Linked DNA regions of Mus musculus: regions 2, 3, 4, 5 and 6 are each linked to region 1. A link is a contact called in public HiChIP or PLAC-seq and promoter capture Hi-C data. All regions are on one chromosome and are shown on one strand. The core of a region is the stretch at or near the end of the contact, and the rest is flanking DNA. Distances in the headings are between cores, read along the strand shown.

What was found. Promoter capture Hi-C pulls out the DNA fragments that hold promoters and counts their contacts. HiChIP or PLAC-seq counts read pairs in DNA pulled down with a chosen protein or histone mark.
Region 2: a contact with region 1 is called in an H3K27ac HiChIP or PLAC-seq map of cardiomyocytes, with 8 times the contacts expected there. The contact joins the promoter of 4930543E12Rik here to the promoter of Parva in region 1. A contact is called at or near these places in 9 of 39 promoter capture datasets (the 3T3-L1 cell line, cranial neural crest, frontonasal cranial neural crest and 4 more), 9 of 115 datasets of contacts at active chromatin or transcription factors (cardiomyocytes, embryonic midbrain, embryonic stem cells and 4 more) and 1 of 9 other capture datasets (embryonic stem cells).
Region 3: a promoter capture Hi-C map of embryonic stem cells shows a contact between it and region 1, with 2.6 times the contacts expected there. The contact joins the enhancer-like site here to the promoter of Parva in region 1. A contact is called at or near these places in 3 of 39 promoter capture datasets (cranial neural crest, embryonic stem cells and hippocampal neurons), 4 of 115 datasets of contacts at active chromatin or transcription factors (embryonic forebrain and embryonic stem cells) and 1 of 9 other capture datasets (embryonic stem cells).
Region 4: a contact with region 1 is called in a promoter capture Hi-C map of embryonic stem cells, with 3 times the contacts expected there. The contact joins the enhancer-like site here to the promoter of Parva in region 1. A contact is called at or near these places in 4 of 39 promoter capture datasets (cranial neural crest, embryonic stem cells and hippocampal neurons), 6 of 115 datasets of contacts at active chromatin or transcription factors (embryonic stem cells, epiblast stem cells, extraembryonic endoderm stem cells and 2 more) and 1 of 9 other capture datasets (embryonic stem cells).
Region 5: a contact with region 1 is called in an H3K27ac HiChIP or PLAC-seq map of stem cell-derived neural progenitor cells, with 3 times the contacts expected there. The contact joins the promoter of Arntl here to the promoter of Parva in region 1. A contact is called at or near these places in 5 of 39 promoter capture datasets (cranial neural crest, embryonic stem cells, hippocampal neurons and 1 more), 7 of 115 datasets of contacts at active chromatin or transcription factors (astrocytes, embryonic stem cells, forebrain and 1 more) and 1 of 9 other capture datasets (embryonic stem cells).
Region 6: a FOXA1 HiChIP or PLAC-seq map of pancreatic cancer cells shows a contact between it and region 1. The contact joins the enhancer-like site here to the promoter of Parva in region 1. A contact is called at or near these places in 5 of 39 promoter capture datasets (cranial neural crest, embryonic stem cells, hippocampal neurons and 1 more), 8 of 115 datasets of contacts at active chromatin or transcription factors (cardiomyocytes, embryonic stem cells, extraembryonic endoderm stem cells and 3 more) and 1 of 9 other capture datasets (embryonic stem cells).

The regions. Positions count from the first base shown.
Region 1 is chr7:112,424,606-112,429,071 of GRCm38.p6, forward strand. Parva (parvin, alpha) reads left to right here and starts at 3,101. Exons shown (of 13, transcript NM_020606.5): 1 at 3,101-3,495. The coding sequence starts at 3,360.
Region 2 is chr7:113,139,951-113,144,272 of GRCm38.p6, forward strand. 4930543E12Rik (RIKEN cDNA 4930543E12 gene) reads right to left here and starts at 2,065. Exons shown (of 6, transcript NR_045978.1): 1 at 1,869-2,065; 2 at 944-1,039.
Region 3 is chr7:113,037,890-113,041,893 of GRCm38.p6, forward strand. No RefSeq gene overlaps it. Among named protein-coding and RNA genes, the nearest start is that of Gm40452, 11 kb to the right of the region's middle. Within about 2 kb of position 1,497, at least 43 of the 459 cell types and tissues checked have an H3K27ac peak or open chromatin away from gene starts, as enhancers often do. A contact at or near this core is called in embryonic stem cells, where this site is marked.
Region 4 is chr7:113,184,332-113,188,811 of GRCm38.p6, forward strand. It overlaps a transcript of Arntl not described here. Among named protein-coding and RNA genes, the nearest start is that of Arntl, 21 kb to the right of the region's middle. Within about 2 kb of position 2,275, at least 109 of the 459 cell types and tissues checked have an H3K27ac peak or open chromatin away from gene starts, as enhancers often do. A contact at or near this core is called in embryonic stem cells, extraembryonic endoderm stem cells, pancreatic cancer cells and 1 more, where this site is marked.
Region 5 is chr7:113,205,053-113,209,496 of GRCm38.p6, forward strand. It overlaps Arntl (aryl hydrocarbon receptor nuclear translocator-like), which reads left to right and starts at 2,413. Exons shown (of 20, transcript NM_007489.4): 1 at 2,413-2,592.
Region 6 is chr7:113,250,881-113,255,483 of GRCm38.p6, forward strand. The region is part of intron 2 of Arntl (aryl hydrocarbon receptor nuclear translocator-like); the gene reads left to right. The region is part of intron 2 of Gm33721 (a long non-coding RNA gene); the gene reads right to left. Among named protein-coding and RNA genes, the nearest start is that of Gm33721, 8.6 kb to the right of the region's middle. Within about 2 kb of position 3,066, at least 22 of the 459 cell types and tissues checked have an H3K27ac peak or open chromatin away from gene starts, as enhancers often do. A contact at or near this core is called in pancreatic cancer cells, where this site is marked.

The sequences.
Region 1 (4,466 bases), core at 1,851-4,350:
TTAACATCACCTAATGTGAGGTGATTTTAACCATCTGTACTCTTTGGTTTCACCTCACATTAATTGAGTCAGAATCTCTGGAGATGGTGCTAATATTCACAACAAACTTGTAGGAGATTGCAGCTCCCCCAACTTCCTCATCAGACTCAAGAATCACTATTCTATTCCATCAAGAAATGGAGAGTCAGAAGCCGGGCAGTGGTGGCGCATGCCTTTAATCCCAGCACTTGGGAGGCAGAGGCAGGTAGATTTCTGAGTTCGAGGCCAGCCTGATCTACAGAGTGAGTTCCAGGACAGCCAGGGCTACACAGAGAAACCCTGTCTCAGAAAAACAAAACAAAACAAACAAACAAACAAAAAACAAAACAAAAACAAAACAAAACAAAACAAAAAAAACAAAAAAGAGAAAAGAACCCCCCCCCCAAAAAAAGAAAAAAAAAGAAAAGAAATGGAGGGTCAGAGGCTTTTGAACTGTATGGACTTGATGCTAAAATCAGAGCTTATAGTGCTGCAGTTTTGGAAAATGTCTTCTTATATCTGAGATCCTTGACAAGAAGGGTTAGTGATATAATCAAAACACAACTTCACGGTGGCCTCACTATCTCTTGAGGGTGTGCGTGTGTGCCTGTGCCTCTGTGTGTGTGTGTGTGTGTGTGTGTGTGTGTGTGTGTGTGTGTGTAAATCATTCCAGGTTAGTAGACACAACATCTCTTCTTTTTTAAAAGAATATTTATTCATTTATTTCATTTTTTAATGTATATGAGTACACTGTAGTTGTCTTCAGAAAAGGGCATGGGATCCCATTATAGATGGTTATGAGCCACCATGTGGTTGCTGGGAATTGAACTCAGGAACTCTGGAAGAGCAGTCAGTGCTCTTAACCACTGAGCCACCCCTTCAGCCCTACAAGATCTCTTCTGTTTGGTAAGAGGCACCAGGAAAATTGCTGTGTTTTGAAAAGGTGAAATGGCAACTCTTGAGCAGACATAAGTGAACTCATGCTCTGAGTGGGACCCATGGGTCATCATGTTGGTTAGACTTTGCTTGTCACATATGGGTTAGACCACACAGTGGTAGACAGTTCCCAGAAGGCTGTAGGAGCAGTAACTCCTCAAATGGAAGCACAGCAGACCTAGCAGGAACTTCATGTGGGAATGGAAAGGGATACAAGATTTCATGAGTTCTCCATGTCGAGACCATCATGTGGTCTTGTTTTGAGACAGTCTCACTAGGTATATAGCTGACTATGACATTAAACCCCTTCTGTCTTCACTTCCAAGTGCTGGCATTATGGATGTGTCAAAGCACCTCTGACCCACATGGCCTCTTGAGAAAATGTCTTTATTCATTTCTGGATGCCTGGAGTGTCACACGTGACACATAACACACACACACACCAGATACTGCCCTATATCCCCATGTCCCTCCTAGTGTATTTTATGTTGCTTAGTTTTGGTCTACCAGGCACAAGCTAGAGACATCTGAGAAGAAGAGACCACAATTGAGAAATGCCCCCTATCAGCTTGGCCTATTGGCAAGTCCGAGAGGCATCTTCTTGATTAATGATTGCTATGGAAGGGCCCAGCTCACTATGCATGGTGCCACCCCTGGGCAGGTGGTCCTGTGTTGTATAATAAAGCAAACTGAGGAATCCAGGAGAGGCAAGGCAGTAAGCAGTATTTCTCCATGGTCTCTGCTTCCGATTTCTGCCTCCAGACTCCTGCCTTGACTTCCCTCCGTGATGGACTGCTACCTTACAGGTAAAATAAACCCTCTCCTCTCTAGGTTGCTTCCGGTTCTGGGATTTATCAGAACAATAGGAAGGAAGTTAAGACACACATTCTCATCACCAACATGCATGTCACTCATCAACACGTGCCTCTGGCTGAGAACAGACACTGCTGCCTAGCTGGGCACTAGATCACAACCTAGTGCCCAACTGCTGGACCGATTTCTCCAGCTCAGTTCAAAATCTTGCTCCCTCTGAGTCAGAGGTTCAGTCAGATTCCATCAGTGTGTGTAGTGTACATGTGGAAAGCCCTCCTCAGAGCAAGACAGCCACCATCTTCATCTAAGCAGATGTGAGAACTTGCGACCTCCCTTCCCACTCGACTCCTGACCTAGAGACCGACCCTGTTTATTGATGTTCCCTTATAGAAGGATGGAGCAGGGACAGTCACTGAATTTTCATCTCAATTCTGGCCACTCCCTCTTGTAACCCTACTAGGTCATTCTGTCCTAATTCCACGTGGTCACTGGAGGTGTTAGAGTAGTAGTCTGTTGAAGATTAGCTGAAGGGGATTCCATTTAGACAGTTAGGGGAAGTCATCCGCCCTGGGGTAGAAATTTGCAGTAGTGCAGCTGCTTTGGGGCCCGCCCACATTCCTGTAGGTGACTCCTTCCCCAGGCTCTGTAAGTCTGATAAACTCATTGGATCCCAAGCTTGATTTCAGGGAAAAGGTAATTTGGTGGTGGTGCTCTGGGAAGGAGACATAGATATTTGTTTATGCCCCATCACGGAAAGAGCTGTGGAAACAGTTATGTAACTCTTCCCGCTGGTGTATGACCAAGGTATCCTGAAAGAATGGGAAAGAGATGGTCAAGCCACAACTTAGGACGAAGAAGCACAGTAAAAGTACGCAGGACTCCTAAACATCTCCAGCATGAATCTTTAAAACTGCCTGGTGTGACTCCAGCGTCAGGTCAAGAGAGTCTGGAACTAATTCTATTGCTCTTGGCTAGATAGATGAGCGTCTGCCGTCGTGGACTTCCAGCTTTGTTTGAGTGTGGACAGGAGAAGGTGGAAGTCCGCAGATTCATGCAGAAGTTGAACGGGAAGTCTGTTGGGACCAGAGCCCATTTTAGATCCTTGACTTCTTTGTGAGACAAAAGTACTAACAGTATAGGAACCCATCCATGCAGGAGGTAGAGCAAGAGACCGCAGCAGCTGGGAAATAGGGTCACAGGGCTGATTCCCTGCGGATTCTGACGCGTGTGTGTGTGTGTGTGTGTGTGTGTGTGTGTGTGTGTGTGTGTATGCAAAGCAGAGAAGTGAAGGCTTCCAAGCTCCAGATAAGACCTCACGTCCCCCTAGCATGCACTTGCCCCTGCGTCTATAGCCCCCAGCAAGCGGCAAGCCAGGGCATCCTCGTAGCCAGGGCAGCCCTGGGCACGGGGGCCCCAGGCGCAGCAGCTCCTCGCAGGGCGGAGGGCGGCGCGAGGGAGGGAGCGAGGGACGGGAAAGGCGAGCGAGCTGCCTCAAATGCCTGGAATAATTCCGCTTCCGTTTGGAAAGCCGCAGCCTCAGTCCCGCCGCCGCCCGCCGCGGCCGCCCAGCTCCAGCTCCGCGTCCAGCCGCCATGGCCACATCCCCACAGAAGTCGCCCTTGGTCCCCAAATCACCCACTCCCAAGTCGCCTCCGTCCCGCAAGAAGGATGACTCGTTCTTGGGGAAACTCGGAGGGACGCTGGCCCGGAGGAAGAAAGCCAAAGAAGGTAGGAACAGCCGAGGCCGTGGGCGCTGCAGGGATCGGGAGCCTGGAAGTGGGAGACCCCCCTGGCAGTGCCTGGGCGCGCCTCTCAGTGTCCCCATGTCGCCTCCAAAGCCCTAACCGGGTCGGTGTCATCTCTGGTCCACAGGCGGAGCCCAGGCTTTGGGTGGCTGTTGTCCCAGAGCCCAGGCCCAGCCGGTCCCCTGTGCTCTCCCCTAGGCCGCTGTCCCCGCCCTCTGCGCGCCCGAGGACTGGCATTTGCCAAGTTTCTGCTGGAAAGTTTTCTCGGGCGCCGTCATTCCCCGCTCTCAGCCTTCATTGGTCTGTTGCGCCGTCGTTTCCTGGGCGCCTTCAGGTCTTTTGCTGCAGCTGCAATGGCCTCCTTGGATCTCTCGCGGGCTCCCTGGACTTGTGTGGACTTTGATGATCTGTATAAAATGTTAGTTGACTGACTGAGAGAAGAACGTGCCGAAGTTGGGGGGGGGGGGATTGAGGAATGGTGAGATAAACTCACTACACCTAAGGACTGTGACCCTGCTGTGAACCTGGACATTCCATTCCAAGTTTTATTTAAAGAAAAAGAAAAGATTTCTTTTTCCCACCACAGTGAATTGCAGCAATCTCATTTTTTGTTTCCAGAATAGTTTCTGTGGAAAGTACTTTTTCCCCCGTAGGCAGAATTTACAACTCACATTTGGGCGTAGGAAATGCAGTGATGATTCTAAAAATCAATGTGGCGATAGGTGTGTGAATAAAAAGGGGTTTAAAATGTTTTCCTCTTTGGCATGGCTGGGATTGGATTTAGAGGGCCTTAGGTCTACTGCGTGAGCACCGCGGTCTTATTCTTTCTCTTTTGAGACTCTTTAGCCTTGTGCTTAGTCTTGTGTAGCCCAGGCAGAACTTTGTGGTCCTCCTGCCTCGGCTTCCAAAGTATTTGGGATTACAGGCCTGCCCAGCTTGGTGTTAATTGATTGT
Region 2 (4,322 bases), core at 815-3,314, 710 kb after region 1:
CTAGCCACGGACCTCCCTGGAGTAGTGGCTGTAATTATTTTGGACGCCTTTCCCCTGGGGGCAGGGACCAAGCTCTATTCATGTCTTCGCCTTCCATATGGGTCTTGACATAGAAGATGTGTTCAAAAAGTCAAGTGAATGAATTAAAAGAATTGTTTCCCCTTGGATTCAATCGAAGAGGCGATTGCAGTCACTTGCATCATGCAATCTTCATTGTGCCGACTTGAAAAACACTTTTTCTTCTCCTCCCACGACCAGTGTGACTCATCCCTGGGGCAGATAACACAGCTAGAAACTTCACTTTCTAAAATCTTTTCAAAAATCTGCTTTTTGAACATTCTCCTCCCAAGACAAAAACACAAGGAGGGTTTGGATTCTCTCAACTTGGCGGTTGACTGACAGAGTGCTAAAGATGTTTGGAGCTTCATCTCTGCAAGAGCCTCCAAAAAAGAACAGGCAGGCGAGTCACCGAGCGAGTCGTTCATCTTGGCTCCACTCATGGCTCTCTCAGGCCTTAGCACCACTTCTCACTCAACAGACACAGCACCTCCATCATTCCTGGAAGGCGTGGAGACTGAAGACCAAGAAAAAGCACAAACCAATAAAAGCTGACGTGGAGCTTAGGTCTGTCTAAGCCAGAAGGGTGCTGTAGCAATGTTACCCTGTTTGTTCTGGGTTCAATAGAAGACAGGCCCACCAAAATTGGGTGCTGATCTTTTGTATACATGTGATCTATGCACGTGTTCCTGTGATGTTCCTATGGGGTATATACTGTGTGTTCAGTTGCATGTACACCTGTGTTTACATTCTTGGGGAGGTCAGAGGTCAATGACAAATATCTTTAATTGTTCTCCACTTGATTGATCATCAGTGCTTTGGAGGTTTAACATATGTTTTTTTTTTAAAGAGTTTTTTTATGTCTATGAGTGTTTTGCTTGCATACCTGATGCCCTGGGAGAAGAGACGAGGGAGTCAGATCCTTGGAGTTAGAGCTGCAGTTCTGGATGGATGTAGGTACTAGAAATTGAACCCAGGTTCTCTGCAAGATAAGGAAGAATTCTTATCTTCAAAGCCATCTCTCCAGCCCCACCATTTTGGGTCTTGAAGACAGGGTCTCATAGAACCCAGACTGATCCTGCTGTTTCTGTCTCCCACAGGTTGGCTTATAGGCACTAACCACCACACCTAGATTTCCATCTTCTTTTTTTAAAACAGTCTTCTATTGAATTTGACACTCACAGATCCAGCTAGATTGGCTGGCCAATTAACTCTGAAATTGACTGATTCCACCCTTAACCCCCCAGTGCTGGGATTGTAGATATGTACCACACGCAGCTTTGAGATGGATTCTGGGATCTGAATCCAGGTTCTCTTGCATGTGTGTCACACTCTCCTCACTGAGCCACCTCCCAGCCTTGAACACCCATCCTTGACAAGACAAGATGTGGGCAAGGACAGCATCCCTGGGAAAACACGGTATTCTCCTTTCTGGTTTGTGGCTGTGACAAAACACTGACTAAAAGCAACGTAGGGAGGGGAAAGGGATTATTTGGCTTATGGGTCACAGTTCATCACTGAGGGAAGTCAGGGCAGGAACTCAAGGTAGGAACCTGGAGGCAGGAGGTAAAGCAAAGAAGACAGAGAAACGCTGCCTACTGGTTTCCCTGCGTCTTTCTCTGTTTCCTTTCTTACACAACCTAGGACCATTTGCCAAGAGGTGGTACTGCCCACAGTGGGCTGGGCCCTCCCACATCAATAGTTAATCATGAAAATACCCACAGACATGTCAATGTGATAGAGGCAATCCCTCAACTGAAGTTCCCTCTTCTCAGGTGATGCTAGTGCGTGTCAAGGTGACAAAAACTCACCAGCACACACAGTTTTCAGTGATGGTTATGACGAGCACCTGCCCCAGCCACCAACCTGCTCTTTCCCGTGTCCCTCTTTGCACCTTGACTGCAGTGCCAGGAGCTTTTTCTCCTGTCCACCCCCACACAAGGACATAAAAGCCCCTTTCTCCTAGCTTGCCGCTTAATTACAACTTACTGCTCCTTGTCCCAGCACTGCCATGGCAACAAGTAGCATTGGTACAAGAGTCAAAAGCAAGAAAGGTTGCCTGGCAACAGAGTAGTAGGATGAATTCAGCGATCCCAGAGGCCCAAGTTCTAGCTTGGGTTCTGACTACCTGGGACACAGCAGATAAAAACCGAGCTCCCCTGCACTTTGATTAGCCTTGGGGATTGTATTGTTATTTGTGAAACAAAGGTAGGAACAACGTTGGTCTCAGAGGACTGCTGTAAAGAGCAGCTCATTCCACTTATTCTGGGTCGCTGTTGTTGGGAGAGAAAAATCGCACGTGTGGACTAAGCACAAAGCAAACCAATGTCAAAGACAGACCAAGGTCAAAGGCAGATTACTTTCTGAAGACTGAGCTGCAGGAGTGTCAGTCACTTTGGTGCCATCTCTTTGTTATGGTCTCCTTCCTGTAGCCTCTTTGATAGTGTCTCCTGGGAGGATCATCAAATGTGTCAGTTATAATTCAAATGTAGATGCTGTTCGGCCAATCAACTTTATCTCTAGGAATCTTTGATATGGAAATACATGAAAATGTTTTCAAGCTGAAAACTGAATATGAACCCAAGAGGCCATTGAAGAGGGGACAACAGCACATCAAGCAGTGGGACCAATGGGATGCTGTGCAGTTTGAGAGGAGTCATTTGTCCAGTGATTGCTATTCTTGTTTTGTTTTGTTTTTTGTTTTGTTTTGTTTTTTGAGACAAGTCCCCATGTAGCCGGAGCTGGCTTCAGGTTTGCTAGGTAGCCGTATGACCTTAAACTTCTGATCTTCCTGCTTCCACCTCCTGAGGGCTGGGAGTCTAAGCATGTATCACCAACCTCAGTTTAATGCTGTGCCGAGGATAGAACCCAGGTCCTGCACATCCTATACCAACTGTGTCACATCCTCAGCACTTAGGAATTGGGGCCACTGAATATTACCTGCTACTGATTGTTCCCTGTAGTCCCTCAAGGCCCTGTGAAGAGGTCATGCCATTTGTAACAGCAAGATACTAGAAAACAAAATGGCCAGCATTTGAAATTAAAGTAACACTCTGTAGGGTTAAAAAGGTAGCTCTTCATTCAACAACAGACAAGGGGGTCTCTAAAATAAGATGTGTAGCAAATGAAGGCAAATGGCAGACAGACACACCCTTTCCAAAGATGTACCTACAAACACATCTCAAAATGCCTGGGAGGACTTGTCTCAGAGTATAAACAGTCACTTCTTGTTGCTTCCAGAAGAGGTGATAAATGCTTAAATATCCTCAAATGTTGTGTATTCCATTCCACCCACCTGAAAAGCCAGCCAGGGCCAGATAAACACCATTACCTCGCTAGCATACAGCAGTGGGCCTCACGATACTCTCCAAGTCCTTGTTGTCTCTATCACAATGTTGACACTTTAATCAGTTGCTTATGTGTTTCACACTCAGCCTCCCAAGTAGACTAAGAGCTCTGGGGTTGCAGAATCATCTTTTTATTGCTTACTCCAGGGTCTCCCCAGCCTCCCTAGGACATTCATTAAAATGAGAGGTTGAAACCTTGATGGAACAAGCCGAAGTCACCCTAGCTGCCGTGGGTTCATATCCACTCGTGTTGGGCAAGCATGCTCTAAGGGAGAGTTGGTTAGAGAAGAAGCTGGGTGGAAACTGCCCAAACAAGTCGGGATGTTGGCATGACGTTCACAATCTGGGCAGCAGGTGGCGCACATGACCTAAATTTCTTAGGCCATTCACAGAGAGAAGGATGTAGGGGAACCAGCAAAGTGGAGAATGTCATTCTCAGGTGTCTCCGGGCAGATGCTCTGTCCTCTGCCCCAGGATGTGACCCTAGCCTCTGCCTTCCACCCTTTGCTCTCACCCTCTCCAGTCCATCTATGCTCCCTCTGAAACCACACTTTTCTCATGGAGCACCAGAGCTCTCAATCCCACCAGTGACAATGGGTATCCTTAAAAATGATCAAAGGAGCAGAGGCTAGCCCAGGACTCAGTTCCAAGTTGTTGTTGGTTGTGTCCCCTCCACCCTTTGCCAAGCCAGGATCACTTAGGAAGAGGGATCATCATCCGAGGCTTGAGATGTTGCTCGGTTGTAAGACTGCTTGCCTAACATGCACGAAGCTGGGGATCCATTCCCATAAACTCATAAGCCAGGCATGGTGGCTGTCTCCGTTGGTTTCCTGTTGCTGTGATTCAGTCCACGGCCAAAAGCGACTTGGGAAGGCAAGGTTTATTTGCCTTATACTTCCACATCATAGTCCAAGGAAG
Region 3 (4,004 bases), core at 247-2,746, 610 kb after region 1:
GGGGAAGTTTGGGGTTGGGTTGCCTCTGAAGGAGACTTTGATAAGTATAAATTAGAGAAGAGTAGAGACGCTGGCAGCAGCCATTGCACAAAGTTCAAGTTCTCTGCTAACTGCTACGTGTACAGTTGCCACACCACTTCCTTCCCTGTGGGGCTACTTCTCTCCCACTCAAAAACCACATCAACTGCTTTTCTCAACAAACCCTTAAGGAAGTCTTTCCTTTGGATCCTGGTTCTATCATGGCGGGGAAGTTACCACGGCAGGAGTGTTAGGCAGCTGGCCAGTGTGTCTGAACTCAGGAAGCAGAGAGGGATGCTGGCTGGTGGTCCACTTACTTCATCTTCTTTATTCATCCCCGGACCCCAGCGAGGGAATGAGGTCACTTACACTTAGGGTGGGCTATCCCACCTGAGTTAACCCAATGTCAACACTCCCTCCTACAGGAGTCCACAAGCTTGTCTCCCAGGTAACCAAGAGCCCGAGATTGAACTGTCAGTCAGTATCAGCCACCTCAGCGACAGTGACTCATGCTTCCACAGAAGCGCACAATTCAGACTTTGGATGAGGCTCCCAGACATTCCTTTATAAGATTTACTTTTGAAATCACACCTCGGCAGGCACAAGGGAGTCGGATTCCCTGTAGCTATGAGTCAATGGTTGGTCTCAACTTTTTATTATGCTTCATTTGTTCTCTCCTCTCTCTTTCTCTCTCTCTCTCTCTCTCTCACACACACACACACACACACACACACACACACACACAGGGAGAGGAGAGGAGAGGAGAGGAGAGGAGAGGAGAGGAGAGGAGAGGAGAGGAGAGGAGAGGAGAGGAGAGGAGAGGAGAGGAGAGGAGAGGGAGAAGATACCTGTGTAGGCCAAAGGTATTGGGTCCCCTAAGCTGGAGTTACAGATAGTTGTAATCTGTCTGATATGGATGCTGGGAATGGAACTTGGGTCCTCTGGAAGAGCAACAAATGTCCTTAACCACTGAGCCATCTCTCCAGCCCCACATTAACCTGGTTTTAGAAAGTTTTATTTTATACCCAAGGTTAATATCCTCTTCCCTCAGTCTCCCAAGTTAGCCCCAGTCTAAAACTATGACCTCAAACATCTGAAATGTAAATTATGAAGCCACAGAAGGGGAAGGGTCCTGCTCCTTGGTGGCCGAAGGCTGCTTGTCCTTTTCTTGCATCATGCCATATAACTGGGTCAAGAGGCTAGCAGGAGAGTATTACAACATGTTTGCCTGAGACATGGATTTCTTTTGCTTCAAGTCAAGCGTGGTCACCAGCATTCATTTGTCAGGGTGGTAAGGCTCATCTTTCATGGTCAAAGTCAAGACCCAGACCCTTCCAGAGGACCTAGCCTAGAATAGTAGCAGCCCCTGTGACAAAAAAAATTGTAGTACACATCCCCAGGCCACTGCCATCTGGTCAGCCACCACAACACACTTGCTAGGACACATTGAGAACTATTTCCTCTTGGTTTCACTTGCAAGGCAAGGGAGGGAGGCCTGCTTTCTTCAGCAGCCCAGCCTCTGACTCTCCTCCTGAAGAACCCTGGAGGGATGTGAGAAACCAGAGGAGATTACAGTCTGTCCCCATTGCACAGAACAATAGGGGAATACAAAAGGAGTAGAAGAGGAAACCACTGACCTTCTAGCTTCCGGGTGGTTGTCAGCAGGGCCTGGAACCTTTCAGGAAGGCATTAGCTTTTCTTTGCTTTTCCAACTTCTGCCCTTTTCACTGTGGAGTGTGGATATTTAATCAGTTTGCCTTCCTCAGAGGAGGGCCTCTTCTTCAGGGATTACAGGCCTGCACTGTATCCGATTTTTCTCTTACAGTTTTCCCTTGTGGTTTTCCAATATCTTTGCTTTGCCCTTCTTTCTCCCTTAGCTGAAGGATTTGCAAGGTTTTTCTGTAAAGATCCTACACAGTGAATAGGGTGCACACGTCCCTGGTGCTCAGTCCTGCTGTCCTAGCAGAAGCAGCCATGAGTGACATGCTCATGAGTGTCATGGCTGGTCCAATAATGCTTCATACAGTCAACAAACAAGTCAGATCGAGACATCCCTTGTCTCAGCTTTCCCCATCACAGAGTCTTTTGCATTGAGGTGGGGGTGGGGGAGGGTCATGGTCAGCAAGCCAACACCATTCTGCTAAGACAGATTTCTAAGAAAGCTGCTTTTCTTGTCTCTTCCCTTAATGTGAGCTGGAGCCTTGGTGGGCAGCAGCCATCTGTCACACGAAAGTTACAAGGATGTGGATGAAAGCGTGCATCTAAAGGTGACAGAGCAGAAAGACAGGTGTGGGGGAGAGACTCTACCCCATGACACCTGACTGTCAGTTTCTTTCTTGTTGTAGCTCGGTACAATCTTAGTAGATACAGAATAAAAACTATAGGGGTGCAATGAAAACTGTGTTTTTTAAACTTTCTATTGATTCTCTGTGAATTCCACACCATGCACCCCAACCCCACTCTTCTCCCTGCCCCTTCATATCTGCCCTCGCAATCTCTGGCCAAAAGAAAAGAAAGCAAAAACCCTAAACTAAAGAAACAAACAAAACAACAACGAAGATCTCATGGTGGAAGCTGTAGTGTGCTATGCCCTTTTATTCAGACAGCTTTTGTTGGCATCAGGACATCCCAAACCTATGACATCACATAGGTGACAGCACAACCTGCAACCTGCAGATCAGTTGCCAAGACAACAGGCACCATATTCCCAGCATCCACTTGGCTCACCTCCCACCTTTACCTGTGTTAAGTCATTTTCCATATAAATAAGGAGAAAGCCCCTTCCTCACTCTCTCTCCCCATCTTCGCTTTCTGCCACTACCTTGTCTCTCTCTTCCAATAAAACCTCTCCCACCTGGAACTGCCTTGGCCTAGTGTGCTGTTTAGACTCGAACCACCATTCTAACACATCAGCTTTACCTTGCAAACGTTCATTGCAATGAGTCATGGGTCTGGTTGGAGGCCTCTGGCTTCTGCAACACCATCCATACTGGATCTCCACCAGGACTCTTCTCAGATATCCTGTTGCTGCCCTGTGTCATGAAAATCCTGCAGCTTTGGTTCTGCAGGACGGCTGGTCACATGCTCCAGCAGTTCAGAGATGGGGATATGTTGGGATGTGCAAAACCAAAGCCCTGGACCTGAGCATGAGTGATGGCTGAGTTGGTCAGCCCACCAGCTTTCCTGTGCCCCAGCCACCAATGCCAGCTCTCCTGCTTTGCCCAGGTGAGGGGCAAAGCCAGTTCTCCTGCCTGCAGCAGCCTGCAAGGGTCAGGACTGGCTCACCTATGCTCAGGCCATTGGGGCTAGCTCTCTGGCACTCATGTCACCAGGGCCAGCTAGCTCTCCAGCACTGCCCTGGTGAGGGGCAGGGCCAGCTCACCCTGGCCCACACCACCCAACCCTACACTACCAGGTTTAGTTCTACTGTGCCGTCCAGGCAAGTGCTGGTCCACTCTCCCCAGTGCTGTAGCCAGCAAGCAGCAGGGCCAACTCTCCCACCTTCCAAAGGCAGCAAAAGGCAGGGCCAGGGAGGGGAGGGGAGCATCTCTTCTGCACCCAGCCAGCTCTTACATGTTCACACCCTCAGGACCAGCTCTCCTGTGCTGCCCAGGCGAGGGGTGGGCTCAGTTCTGCTCAGCCCTTGGATATCAACATGGCCCCAGACAACAGCTCAGACCAGGGATGTCCGTGTTGCCTCTGGTAACCTGAGCCACAGACATCAACACAGACCGTGCTGCTGCAGGGCAACACACCCAGACATGGCCCTCAGCAGCAGCCCAGGGCAGGATTTCACCATGGCCTCAGGTGGCAGTGCAGGCTACTCACATCCGCTGTTCCTCTCCATCCTCCAGTCTCCAGTTCCTCCTCTTTTTATAAAGCTCAAACCACTCTGCTTCCTTTTCTCTCCTGTCTCTCCAACACATACTTGCTCATCATAGTGTTTTCCTCGGCCATGATACATGGCAGCTGTCCTGAAAACGATT
Region 4 (4,480 bases), core at 1,025-3,524, 760 kb after region 1:
GTGAGGGTGTTGAAGACCGCTCTTCCAGAGCTGAGATATGCACCCGGGGAGGCTTGTCCAGGCAGTGTCTACATTGCAGCTTGGAGGACACCTAGCACCAATCTGATGAGGAGTTACAGGGAAGGACAGAGACTTTCAGGGCAGGGAGAGGAGCACGGTACAGGGCTAAAAAGAGTATAGTCGTTTTCCAGAATGCTACTCAAAATTGCCCTTAAAGGCTCTCTATAGATCACCTAGTCCTGCAGGGGGCCTGGGGGCCACCTCCTGTACACAGCTGCTAACTAGTGGGCTTGCTGTAACTTGTACTTAACATTATTACAAACTTAATACTACCCTAAACTGAGAGAGAGAGAGAGAGAGAGAGAGAGAGAGAGAGAGAGAGAGACTCTATTCTGAGTTTAAATGCAGATATTGATGCACCTTGAAACTGTTATCCTCTTAAAATTGAGTAAATCTTTGTGATGCACATGGAAAGCCACACTGGCATGTACAAGGAGGACCACACCCAGACCACCATGTCACAATTCCCTAAAACTTTTATCCACTCTGAACAGAACAAAGAAGACCCTCCCCCATGCCATTCAATGCTGTAAGCTTTTCCAAAGTCCAAGATGGAATAATTGCAGCTCCTTCCTGGGGAATTTCAAGCCCCCCAACCCTGAGAACTGATCGTACAAACTAGTCCTGTACAAGGCAAGTATGGCTGTCAGAAAGGCTGGCAGAGCTCAGCCAGGGAGCCATGAACCCAGTGACCAGTGGAAAGTGCCAAAGAAGCTGACCCTGCCTGAGCAGGAGAGCAGTGTTCTAGGTCCACAGAGTGTCACTGCAGGTTGAAGGGACAGTGTGAAGGAAAGATACAGAGCCTGAAACCACCAATGCTTCCAGGAAGCAGCTGGACCATGTGGTTAGAGGTCCAGGGCATGGCTGGCAATGAGGCTGAGAGTCTATCAGTGTCAAGGACTGTAGGACAGCCTGGCCTGGAAATACCACTGGGTTTTCTCAAGGGAGGGTGTGTACCTTAATTTAAAGGACTCTGAGAGGAGAGAGGTGAGCATATCTGGGTTTCAGAAGAGCCTTCTGCTGCTGGGTGAAATAGCAGAAGCTAGGCAAAACTCTTGTTTGAGACCCTCTGTAGATCTTCGTCCAGATCTTCCCCGTTAGCCCCCAACCTGGTCTCTTATATCATTGACTTTAGATCAGTGCAGCAGAGAAAGCAGAGCCATCCATCACTGCTCATCCCCCACTACCCCGTGGACCTGCCCTATCTCCAGGGATGAGACTCTGGGTAGTGAGGCCATGACCTGATGATGCCCTTGCACACCCCCAAGCCCTGCCAAGGAGAAGCCTTCAGCTGAGACAGAGCTAAGACTTGGCTTCAGAGTCCTTCCCAGAGAAGCCACAAAAAAGCCGACCTCTCACCTGCCCCGGAGACTATCCACTCCCAACTGAGCTATTTCCTAAGCTGTGCTTTCTCACTGACTTAATATTTCAGTTTGGGAAAGCCTCTGCCATTCAGAGGAACAGCCAGAACCTGCAGATAGCCAGACAGCACGTTGAGATGGCACGCTGGTCCCTTGAGACTTTTGGAGAGAAAGATGCCATAATTTCAAGTCACTCACAAAGTCAGTGAATTTGAACCCCTCACAACTCTGAAAACAAGCATGGATCTCTACTTCCAGAGACTGTCCCAATTTCTGCCCACTGTTGTCTGCTGCCCAGTGGCTGCTCTGGGAAAGCGCATCCCACCTAGGTACTGACCCCACTCCACCCACCCAGATGGGGCAACTATCTGTCACATATCAGTTGCTTTGTTTTTCTAATTGTTGGCCTGTTTTGGAAACACTCTCCTAGACTCCTGTGTGAGTCATAGGTTAAGGGGCATGAGTAATTCCTCCGGCACGCCTGGAATAGGAGGGGAGCCTTCCCTTTTGATTTCCGGTCCTAAAAAAAGACAAGCTAGTTCACCCAGAAGGCTAATGAGTTTTGACAGTGAGGGTGGCCTAGCTGGCCTGGAAAGCCACCTTTTGTGCTATAGGGTTTAGCAAAACATTAGTGCCTCCTCTATTTTTCTTTGGAATTATAAAAGGACACCTGTATATCATTTTGCTGGGATGGGCTGAGCCTCTGAGCCCATCCGATGACACTCTGAGCCGTGACACCCGAGGGGCAGAACAACCAGATCTGTTTCTTTTGCTGAGTTGTTGGGAAGGGGGTTGGCCCTCCTCCTACTGGGTTTATTATTGTCAGCAGGGGTGGGGTTTTACCCCCTGCTTACTGAGCAGTGATGATGTGTCCACTCCCGATGGGTGTGGCTCCCTTTGTAGCCAGCACCGACTTCCTGGAGGGAGTGTGATAGAAGAAAGTGACCCCATCTGCCCTGATTCTGAGTGAACTTCAGAAAGGACCAGCTGCTTCGTGGCCTGAGAAACTACAGTGACAAACTACAATGAACTCCAGGGGCCAAATAATGAGGAATGTTCATCGTCTATCCGACATAATTTTGTATAGTTTTTATGTTCTGCAATGGGTACGGTCAGAGGGGAAGATGCAATCTTACTGTTGGTTTACTGGGAATCTTTGTGAGCCCCTTATTTACTGATTGCTTCCTGGAGGCTGCATGACTTTGGGCAAGTCCATTCACTTCTCTTTCCTTGCCTGTGAAAGAGAGTTGACAATAGAGTGGCTGAGGGGTGCGTGTAGGTGATCATAAGCTCCACTCACCACTGTCCCTAGGAAGCCTTGCCATGTGTTGTTGACGCTCACTGCCCTTTTACTGATGCCCGAGATTCCTCAAAACTGTGCTGTGGAGTGATCTAGGCTAAAAGGAAGAATACTGGTCCTGATAAGGAAGGCATTCCATCAAGAAGATACTGGCAGACAATGGTGAATTCACTTGGTTCTCACGTGTCTCTCCAATCTGTTCTCCAGAAAGCACTGACAAGATCTCTGGGTTCTCTATACTTTCTATAAGAGCAGAATAAACGGACAGGTGGAGCTCACTGAGTCTTTCTGAAGGTCAGACTCCTCCCATGCTCTTTGGGCCCCTTACCACCTACCCTGCCTGGTTCTCTACTGGAACCTCCACTTTCTCCACTTTCCCACCAACTGAGTAAGCCCTGCTCATCTGCATAGCTTTGCATGGCCTACACACACACACACAGACACACACAGACACACACAGACACACACAGACACACACAGACACACACACACACACACACACACACACACACACACACACACACACACACTGCTCTATCCAATCACCACAGGTCTCTATTTAAGGTTGCCTCCCCACAGAAGCCCTCCCTGGAAGTCCCTTTGATGTTGTCTACAAGGCCCCTGTTCTGGTTTGGATGTAAAATATCCCCTAAAACAAGGGTTCTCAACTTCTCTAACACTGTGACCCTTTAATACCGTTCCTCATATTATGGTGACCCTCAACCATAAAATTACTTTTGTTACTACTTCATAACTGTAATTTTGCTAATGTTATACATTGTGATATAAATATCTGTGCTTTCCAATGGTCTTAGGTAACTCTTGTGAAAGGGGCATTCGATACGCCCCCCAACACACACACAAAGGGGTCATGACCCATAGGTTGCAAACTACTGCCCTAAAGCCTTATGAACTTAAACCCTTGATCCCCAGCTGATGGTGCTGCTTTAGAAGATGGGGGCCTAGCTGGAGGAAGTGAGCCACAGGCAGAGAAGTTCTTGGGGCTTATAGTGCAGCCCTGCTTCCTACCCTGTCTCTGCTTCCTGTCCTGCTGAGTTGGGAGAAGGCAAGGAGTCCCAGCAGCAGGCTCTGGTGGCCTCATAGTGATCCTGCTATGCCTTCCTTTCCACATTGGGCTGTGTCTCAAACCAGGAGGCAAAAGAACTCCTTCTCCCCTTAAGCTGCTTTCTTAAGTATTTGGTAATATCAGGAGAAAAATAGCACAGCTGGGTTTGATTGTGCTTCACAGCATTAGTCAGATGTGCCAACTACTGTATCTGCTTGGTCACTAGTGTATTTGTCCCCCCCACCCCGCCCCCATTCCCCTCAACCCTACTGGACTGAAGTTTCCAGGAAGGCAAGGTCCAGCAGCATATGGTAAATACTCAATAAGTAACCCACGGCAAGGGGGAAGGAGGGATGGAGACAGAGGAAAGGAAGCAAGAGAGGGCACGAGAGAAGCAGACAGGAAGGGTAGACTCATCCTAGGATGAAATGCACAGTCCACACGAGCCAAAGGACAAGAGGGCTCCAAGCAAGCGACTGAGAGGTGGCATTGCATGCCTCACAACCCTGCTGGCAGGTGACAAAGGCCACTTAGCACAGCGTCCCGCCAATTAAGATTAATGAAGAAATGTGTAGAAGTGACAGTGAGCACGACGGCAAAGCTGTGAAGTTAATGGGCTTCTCTCTGCTTCAGGTTTTCCCGCTCGCACTGACCCTTCCTAGCTGCTGCTGGTGTTCTGGGGTGGCACCGAGC
Region 5 (4,444 bases), core at 1,163-3,662, 780 kb after region 1:
TTTCTAGTCTCATTACATCCTGATCTCTCTCCTTGTGCACAGTGATAATTTTTCTTTGCCAAGTCTCAGTCACAGGCAACTCCATGTGGGTACTGATCAAGACAGCCCATGTTGCTTTCTCTTAGACTTTCAGTGGTTGTCCGGAGACAGCATTCTTTCTCTGGGCAGCCACAAATCTCTGTGGACTGAGACTGAGTTGTGTGTGACTTAGGGCTCCCATCTTGTTCTTTTATGCATCTGTTCAGACACCTCTGCCCTACCCTGTCTAAGAACAGCAGGCTTCCCAAGATGGGACCCTATTAAGGAGCCCATTGTTCCCTATCAAATTTGGCTGGTGTTAAGTAGTATCTCTTCCTCTGTTGGCTTTCTGTTACCTGGAAAATGAATGCAAAGTTCCTAGTTTTTCTTTCAGGACATGGGTAAAAATCCTGAGTCTGGGCCTAGTTGAGAGCCTTGCACCATTTTTTGGTAACTGGCCTGATGTGAGCCTTTAGCGTGGAAGCCACATTTAGAACATGACTGACACTTTATTTGTAGAATGGGGTAAGAACTGCTTTCTGCACAGGGTGGTTGTCAGGATACAGGGGTTGAAAAAAAAGGAGGGAAAGCTTTTAGCACATGCCCGGCACACAACACGGTAGAGAGATATTGTGGGATGCATCAGCCAGCATCTTCAGGTTACTGGTACTTAGCTAGCTATTAGTCCATTTAATTAGGTCAGCATCCAGCCCACATTTCCATCTTGTAAGTAATATCTTTTCTAATGCTGTATTAAAGTTCCATCTACACAGAGAGATTCCTTCACAGAACAGGACAGAGAAAGAATAAATCTGCTTTGAAACTCAGGGGAAGTGGGAAGTTACCCATGAAGTTCTTTGGTCTTGAAGCCAATTCACATTTCAACCAAGGCTGTGTGCCTTGCAAAGGGCTGGACATGGGTCATGGCTTTATAAGCATTGAAATGCTGCCTTGTGTCCCAGGAACCTGCCTGTCTAGAATTCATTCTATAGTCACACGAGCTGGTCCACTTCACATAAGTGAGTCGAGTGTTTTGATCCCATTTGTTCATGGATCCAGCCCACATTTGCAGAGTACTTTCTGGGTGTCAGCCCTATCCCCAACACCCCACCCAGGCCCCTCCAGCACATGCTAAAGGGGAGGGAGCACACATGGTTCAAAAAGGACGAAGTGGCCTTGCTATCAGGAAGTTTAACATTTAGAAGGTTTGCCAGTTGTTTGAAGGTAGAAACAAGACAACTTCTTTCCCTCTCCCCCTCTCTCTCTATTTCTCCCTCCCTCCTCTTCCTCCCCTCTCTCTGTCTCTTTCTTTAAAAATAAATAAATAAATCTCTGAGCAGGTGGTGCCTCGGGAGGCAAAAGCAGGCGGATCTCTGTGAATTGGATTCAAAGCCAGCTTGATGATCTACAGGAGTTCCAGGATAGCTAGGGCTACAACAGAACAACTAACCACCCAAACAAACAACTTTGCAACTTTTCTTTCTTTCCCGCTCCTTTGATACTTTTGCAAAGTACATTTGCTAGGGCCATGTCCATAACATGTAATAGAATCTTGCTCAGGTCTCACCCTGTGGCCCCGGCTAGCTCAGTACTCGCGATTATGCCCCTGCCTCAGCTTCTTGAGGGTTGGAATTACAGACTACGCCACCACCCCCGGGAGACTTCTCTTCCGATCGGGAATGACAGCTCCACTGGACGCTTGGAGGTCAAGAGAAAAAAAAAAAAAAAAAAAAAAAGAACGCGCGATCCGGTTAGTCGTCGGAAGGAAAAGTCTTCTAAATGCGCTAGCTATTAGCGCTGTGGTTCCGACTAGGACAAGCCAGGGGTTTCAGGAAGGTTCTGTCACTCTGTGTTCCTAAAATGTGGTTTCCTAGATGGAGCTGGAGAGGGATGGGCGAAGAGATGCGGCGTTTTCTCAGTGTTCTGCGAGCCAGGAAGGGGACGGAGGAGGAGGGAGAGCTGAGAGGCAGTCACTAGCCAGGGACGCGGCTGAGGAGCAGGGGACAACGGCGAGCTCGCAGAGTCCGCAACGCAGTGGCCTCAGCGAGCTTTAGACCTGAGGGGGAAAACCGAGGGCTGGGGCAAGAAATCCACAGAGCGTGCCAATTGGTCCACTCCTCGGGGCGTGTGCTTCTGTGCGCCAAATGATTGGTGAAGGGAAAGTAGCAGGTAAACCAGCCCTGCCGTCTTGCCATTGGTCAGAGGCTTTCCTATCGGTCACTCGATTGGCTAGCCTAACGCAGAGCAGAACGCGAATTGGTTTGGGTTGTCCGCCAAGACAACTCCGTTCGCTCTCTCTGATTGGCTAACGGGAAGAGGCAGGTATCCGGGCTGCGCGGCTCCTCCATTGGTGGGCGGGGAAGGGGGGTTGGGCACAGCGATTGGTGGGCGGGGGGCCGGGCCTGGGCCGGCGGGGAGCGGATTGGTCGGAAAGTAGGTTAGTGGTGCGACATTTAGGGAAGGCAGAAAGTAGGTCAGGGACGGAGGTGCCTGTTTACCCGCGCCGGACTTGCCGCCGCCGCCGCCGCGGGATCCGAGTGCGGGTGCGGGCGCGGGCGCTCGCAGCGAGCCACGGTGAGTGTCGGCATGGCTGCGGGCAGCAGCCGTCTCGGGGCGTCCCGTCGGGGGTCGCGAGTTCCCGGGCGGGCGCACCGCCCCCGCCCGCGGCGCAGCCGGGCCGCCGGGAGCCCTGCCCGACGTGCCCGCTGCCGGCCTTAAAGGGCCCGTGCGGCTCCCAGCCCCCACCTAGCCTCGGGGAGGCTGCGCCCCTTAAAGGCGCCGCTCCCGCGCACCCCCATCTTCCCCGCCTGGGCTGCACAGCGGGCGGGGGAGGACTGGGGGGACCCTGGGACGCTGTCAGCGGGTGCGCCCACCTTCCCCGCGCGGGCATCACCACCTGGCTCGGGAGGGGGCGGCCAGCGGCCTCTTAAAGAGACAGCAGTACCGGGTGGCAGCAATGACCCGAACCTGGGAAGAGCTCCGGGATACATCCCCGGGAGCTTCTGGATCCCCGAGGAGATGGCCGGGACGCGGGCAGAACGATGCTATGCGGCGCTTGCCTGGTCAACCCTTCTACACTTCTCCCTCGGGAGCCGGGTGGGGGCGGGGAGGGCGTCTCCGTCAAGTCGGGGAGTCCGTACTGGTACGTCCCTATGGCCTGTCTTGGGGCTGGCGCGGACCCCGGGAATCCCCTGGCTGGCTTGGACCAGGCCCACGGACAGCCGTCGGGCCTGCGCTGTCCGGTACCTGGGTGGTCCTGGAGGATGTGTCTTCCCCGTTGGGTCTGGGAGTAGGTACCCGATGGCGTGGGGACTGTGCCCTGTGCCCGGTAGGCGTCAGAGACCCAAGGAGTGCGCAGCAGAGGCTTCACTCCGATGCGGGTTTGACAGATAATCGGGGAAGAGGAAGGTTTCCACTGGAGATTACCCCAGTGTAGACAGCTTGGGGTGCTCGGGTTTGCAGGGAGAAGTCAAAGATAGAATTTTAGGCAGACTCGGGGCGCACATGGAAGCCATCCCCGGGGTCGCGTAGCGGGTTGTGTTCGGAAATGAGTGCGTTGGACACCGGTGTGTGTGTCTGTCAGAGTTGCGCTGGCCAAGCTGACATGATCGCCCCTTACCTGTTCGGGGTGCACCTTCTCCAGTCCTTTCCCTACATTTAGCCTAGTTTTGACCCTCTGACCCCTTGAGATCTGGCTCCTCTCCTGTCTTAAGTTGCTACTTTTAAAGTAAGAAATCATTAATCAAGTTTTCTCACCTAACTTCCAAAAATCAGAGACTGTAATCACGACCAATTACTTTTTGACAGTACCAGTATTGCCAAGATCTTCGTTGTGGGTTTTGTTTTTATGTCCAGGAAAACTGATCATTAAATGCTTTTTTTCCTACTGCTCTTGCTTGTCATTTTTCCTTTTCACATTTGCTGCTGTGCCCTCTTTCAATCTATTTTTACTTAACAACTATTATTTTTATTCTTAAGTTCCCATTGATACCAGGATCTGTCAATTTGGGTTGGTGGATTTTCTAATTAATGTACTAGTTGAATCATGAGCTTAAAATAATCATTGCTGCTCTTGAGCAGTTTTGAATAATCTCAGGCTCCCTGTGCTTGCAAGAAAGAGGGGAGGATGGTTCGCTGCTGTTAAATTTGATTCCCATACCAGTGAAGTTCCAATATATATATAGATATATTTTTAAATACAAAATGTAATCCTTAAGTTTATTCTTTGTTCCTGGGTTTATATTATTGCTAAGTCTTTTAAAATGGGTTGTTGAACATATTTAGAAGGGTTAGAAATTTTCTAGGCAGATTTGAAATTGGGTGTATCAGCGGAAGCTGGATCTGTAGCAGCACTTTGGTTCTATCTTAGATGTTGCCAGTGAATAATGACGATGTTAAAACAGCAGTTAAATTTGTACTTTGTTCC
Region 6 (4,603 bases), core at 1,816-4,315, 830 kb after region 1:
CCCCTGCTGTTCACGAAGCAGCTGTACAGCAGGGCCTGCAGTATCTGACTCACCTGTCATGTTGACAGCTGACCTACTTTTGTTTGACCTTGATTTGTTGAACACAATTAGAAATGCTGCTGGGACTGCACTTCGGCTGCCTGATTTTAAAAGTCTCAGTGTGACAGCCCTCCATCTTAAATGGACACCCAGCCCAGGCCAAAGGATGGTTGGGCGCATAGTGAGTTTTGCAGTAACCTTTGAATTGTAATTCTATCACAAGGAAAAGGCTTAATTCAGGAACACAGATCTGTTATTTGGGACTGGCTGTGAGGCCAGAGCAGCAGGCCTGGATTCCTTGCTACAGGCAGCTTAATCAGGAAATGGCCTAGATGGCTGCCTTTCAAGTAGGTCCTTGCAGTAGCTTGGCAACAGGCACAGGGTCATAATTGGAAGAATTTGGCTCTGAGTGTCTGTGGGTGTTTACAGTGCACTATAGGGCAGGGCTTCTCTTATTTATAGAATATTTAGAGCACCGAGCAGCAGAAGGCTGAAAAGCCACTAAATCTCAATTTAATTTTAACAAATTCTATCTTTCCCTTCATCCCAGAAGGAAGACTGAGTTATTAAAAAAACAGTTAAAAAAATCACTGCAAAGCTTGCAGAATCTAATTATGGGGTTGCCAGCATCAGCCTGCAGCCACTCTCGAAGGGCTTTGTAAATCAGCTGTCCATTGAGTCTGTGAACTTACATGACTTCGGTTCTTCATTTAGATGTAGAGTGAAAGTATTGGCAAGTGAGGACTGATCAGGAAAAACTTCTGGTCTAAATCAGGAGACAGAAGGGATAAATATAGCGTGGCGCACTTCTGCGTCCTCGGAGGGAGATAAAAATCACTCTTCATTGTCCCTTATACTTAGCTGCACACACACACACACACACACACACACACACACAGATCCCAATATTCTAACCACCCATTTCAGGAGTCTGGCTCATTGCAGCAGCAGATCTGTGCCACCCTGAGGAACCACTGGGGTTGTGTTGTCTTGTGGGCCCAGCACTGGGTGAATGTTACCCTGTAGTCTCAGGAAGCCCAAAGCCTGTGCATTTTTGGCTGTGGTCTTGTAGCTAAAGCCAGGAGGATCTGCAGAGACCCTCAGGTTCAGTCCCACCATACTGTAATCACTATTCCAGAGGGGATGCTGCCCAGATTAAAGTAAGTCACAGCAGAAGGGGTACTGGGGTGGGGGGAGCTCCAAGCTTCCTAAGCTCCCAACAGTGCCCTTTTGTGTGACAGACACTCAGGACCAATGACTAAACTGATTTGTGTTTTGCACCTCTGGGGGTGGAGTGGGGGTCACAATCCTAGAAGACAAAGACACTAAGGGAGTTGAATAGTTTTGATGGGTAGGAAGAATGAGTTACAATGGACACCATTAGTCATGTGCTAGGGATGACAAGAATGGGAATTCTGACAAAGGTGACTTCGGTTGATCCTTGACGTCCCCTCCCACAGAGAAGCTCTATGGTCGCTGTAACGTTTCCTCGTGGAAGCAGGTGCAGCACATGTGCTGTGCATGTAGAGGAGGCACGCATGGGGCAGACATCAGTGGGCACAGTGGGGGTGGACCCTGAGACTCTAGGGATGCCTGAGGGAATTGCATAGGGCTATAGACGAGAGCCAACAACTGGTGCATAGCCAGGACCAGGCACCCTGGGTCCCACAGAGTGCCTTTTTGTTAGACAGCTGGTGGGTAGCATGAGTCCTGCCAACCCCACCTCAGCAGAGGTTAATTCTTTCTGGTCACTAATGCCAGTGAACTGGACTTGGTGTGTGAAACCTGTGTCTCTTTCTTGCCCTGAGGCTGAGAGGGGCAGGGGCCCACCAGAGACCTTTCCGAAGGAGGTGACTATTAAGAGACTATTAGTGGACAATGCTGGAGGCCATTGTCTTAGAGGAAGGAGGCAGGCCAACCTGCCTCCTTAGACCTTAGAGGAAGAGGTAAAGGCCTAAGTGAAGCTGGTAGGAGAAGAACAATGAGGTGAGGAATGGTTCTTGGTGAATGGGGGAAGTTGTAACCAAAACTGTGGGATTTGGTTACAGTCGAATGAAGTAAAGGATAGAGGAATGGAGAGGCTTGAACTGCCCTGCCAGGGCTTGGGCAGATCCAGCTGTGGGCAGATCCAGCAGCCTAGCTTACTAAGTACAGTCTCACTTAGTGGAATTTTAGCCAGCCTAGCCAGAGATCCTCCTAATGTCACCAGATGTTGCTAGAGGCAAACGGAGTACCTGGGTGTCCCCAGAGTTGTTTCTGTGCCGTCTTTTTCTCTCTCCCTGTCTGACACCCACAGCCACTCTCAAGTGACTGAGCTGAGACTATGTGAATGACCAGAAACGAGTACAGGAAATACTTGGAAAATGGTCCACTAGCTATAGTTCAGGAAATATAATTTTTTTCTTGAATTGTTTTGTTTCAATACAAACAACATTTGTTGGCAAATAGTCCCTAGTTCTAAATTTATTTTTAGTTTTATGGTTTATAAAGGCAGCAGTGCTCCCTAGATACCCACTGTTGGAGTAGTACTCTCTTCTCCACCACCCTCCCCCTTGCTCCTGGTCTTTTCTCTGTCTCTGTCGTAGGAACTTGCTTTGTGCACGTGGGCCCAGAAGGTACCCACTGGTAAGACCTAGGGCATGTGTCTGTGGTTGTGTGGTGAAGCAGTGGGGAAAAGCAGAAGGTGAAGAACCCTGGATCCTTTGTAGAGAGGATGCTGTAAGTGAAGTCAGGGTCCTGGCTTCCAGGGCCCATCAGAGCATGTGAGATAGGCTGGCCCTCTGCTTTGTACTTGAGCCCCCTCCACCATCAGCCCAGTAAATGAAGCTGACTTGAAGTCCCCCAAGTAGAAAGTCAACAGGATGATGTCCTAGCCCAGGCCTCACTCTGATGCTACCCCAGCACCCCAGTGGTTATTTAGGAAATGTGTTTGGTTCTTTGAACCGTAGCTGGTCACTGGTGCTGTGACTGCAGAAAGTGAAAGCCCGAGGGAGGGCTGTGTGTGCCACTGCCAGTCCAAAGTCCACCCCGCTTTCCTTAGGCCTCCCAGCCACACCCTTGCCATCAGTACTTTCACAGTTTATTGAAGCAATAGGTGCTTCAGTGGAAGGGGCATCCGAGGTCACTTTCCCTGGCCTCGGACTGGTACAGGCAAGCCTGCCTATATGGCACATGATGGGCCATCTTATGGCCTCAGGCACCTAGCCACCAGACATCCATTCCCTCTTCCGGACACCGTTGGCATGTAGAAGTTTCTTCTTTCTTCTGACCTCCAGTCTGCTTGCCAGTGTTCCCTCCTTGACCTACTTTTGCCCCTTGTAGCCACACAGAACAAAGATCTGTAGGCCTGGCATGGCTCCACTTCACAAGCAGGAAAACACAGCTCCTAGTCTCTTCTTCTCTATTCTTATGTGTCTCTCCAACCATTCCTTTAGGAGTTATCTTATGTGCATATGTGTGTATCTCTGTGTGGTTATGAGCATGTGAGCACAGATGCCAGCAGCAGACAGAAGGTATTAGATCCTCAGGAGCTGGAGTTAGAGGTAACTGCAAGTCATCCAATGTGGGTACTGGGAACCAAACTTGGGTCCTTTGCAAAACAGCAGTTTGCACTTGCCTTAGTTAAGGTCTTACCTCTGTGTTGAAGAGACACCATGACCAAGGCAACTCTTCTAAGGACAGCATTTCATTGGGGCTGGCTTACAGATTCAGAGGTTGAGTCCATGATCATCATGGTGGGAGCATGGCAGCATCCAGGCAGGCCCGGTGCAGGAGGAGCTGAGAGTTCTACATCTTCATCTAAAGGCTGCTAGTAGAAGACTGACTTGAGGGGCTCAAAGCCCACTCCCATAGTGACACACCTACCCAACAAGGCTACATCTCCAAATAGTGCCACTCCCTGGGCCAAGCATATTCAAACCATGACAGCACTCTGAGCCATCTTTCTGATCCCTTTGGAGGGGAAAAAAAACAAAAACAAATACACACACACACACACACACACACACACATATATACATATTTCATATATGTGCCTGTATGTGGGTACAGACCTCTAGCCATTCTTCAGGTGACTTGCAGTCAGTCTGATAGTAACAAGGAGGTGGTAAGCAAGTGTGCACTTGCCTTGTGTGTTCAGTGTTCTAAGCATCTTCCTCAGGCTCTTGTACTTGAGTACACACTGCCAGGAGCCTCATTTCACTAGGGAGGAATGGAGGTGCACGGACGGGTTCAGAGTTGGAGTTGGGCCCCTGGCAGTGACTTCCGAGCCTATGCTATGAGCTCTGGTGCTCCAGTAACCTACAGTCTTCCGTCTATCATGCTAAAAATAAGTCCATAAGTAGCCTTGGGATAGCCTTGCTTGACTTCTTTTGCAAGAAGTCATTTGTCAGGAGCCAGAATTGAGCCCTTTTCCCTGAAACCTCTTCAGAGTTTGTTTTGATAGAAAGGCTGCAAGGACCGAGGCCTCTGCTGTCAGCAGCGGTGGGGTCATCCTGGCTCAGCCAGGTCTCACAAGACTCCTGAGGTGATGGGATTAGGTCAAGGTGACAGATATGGGTTGTGT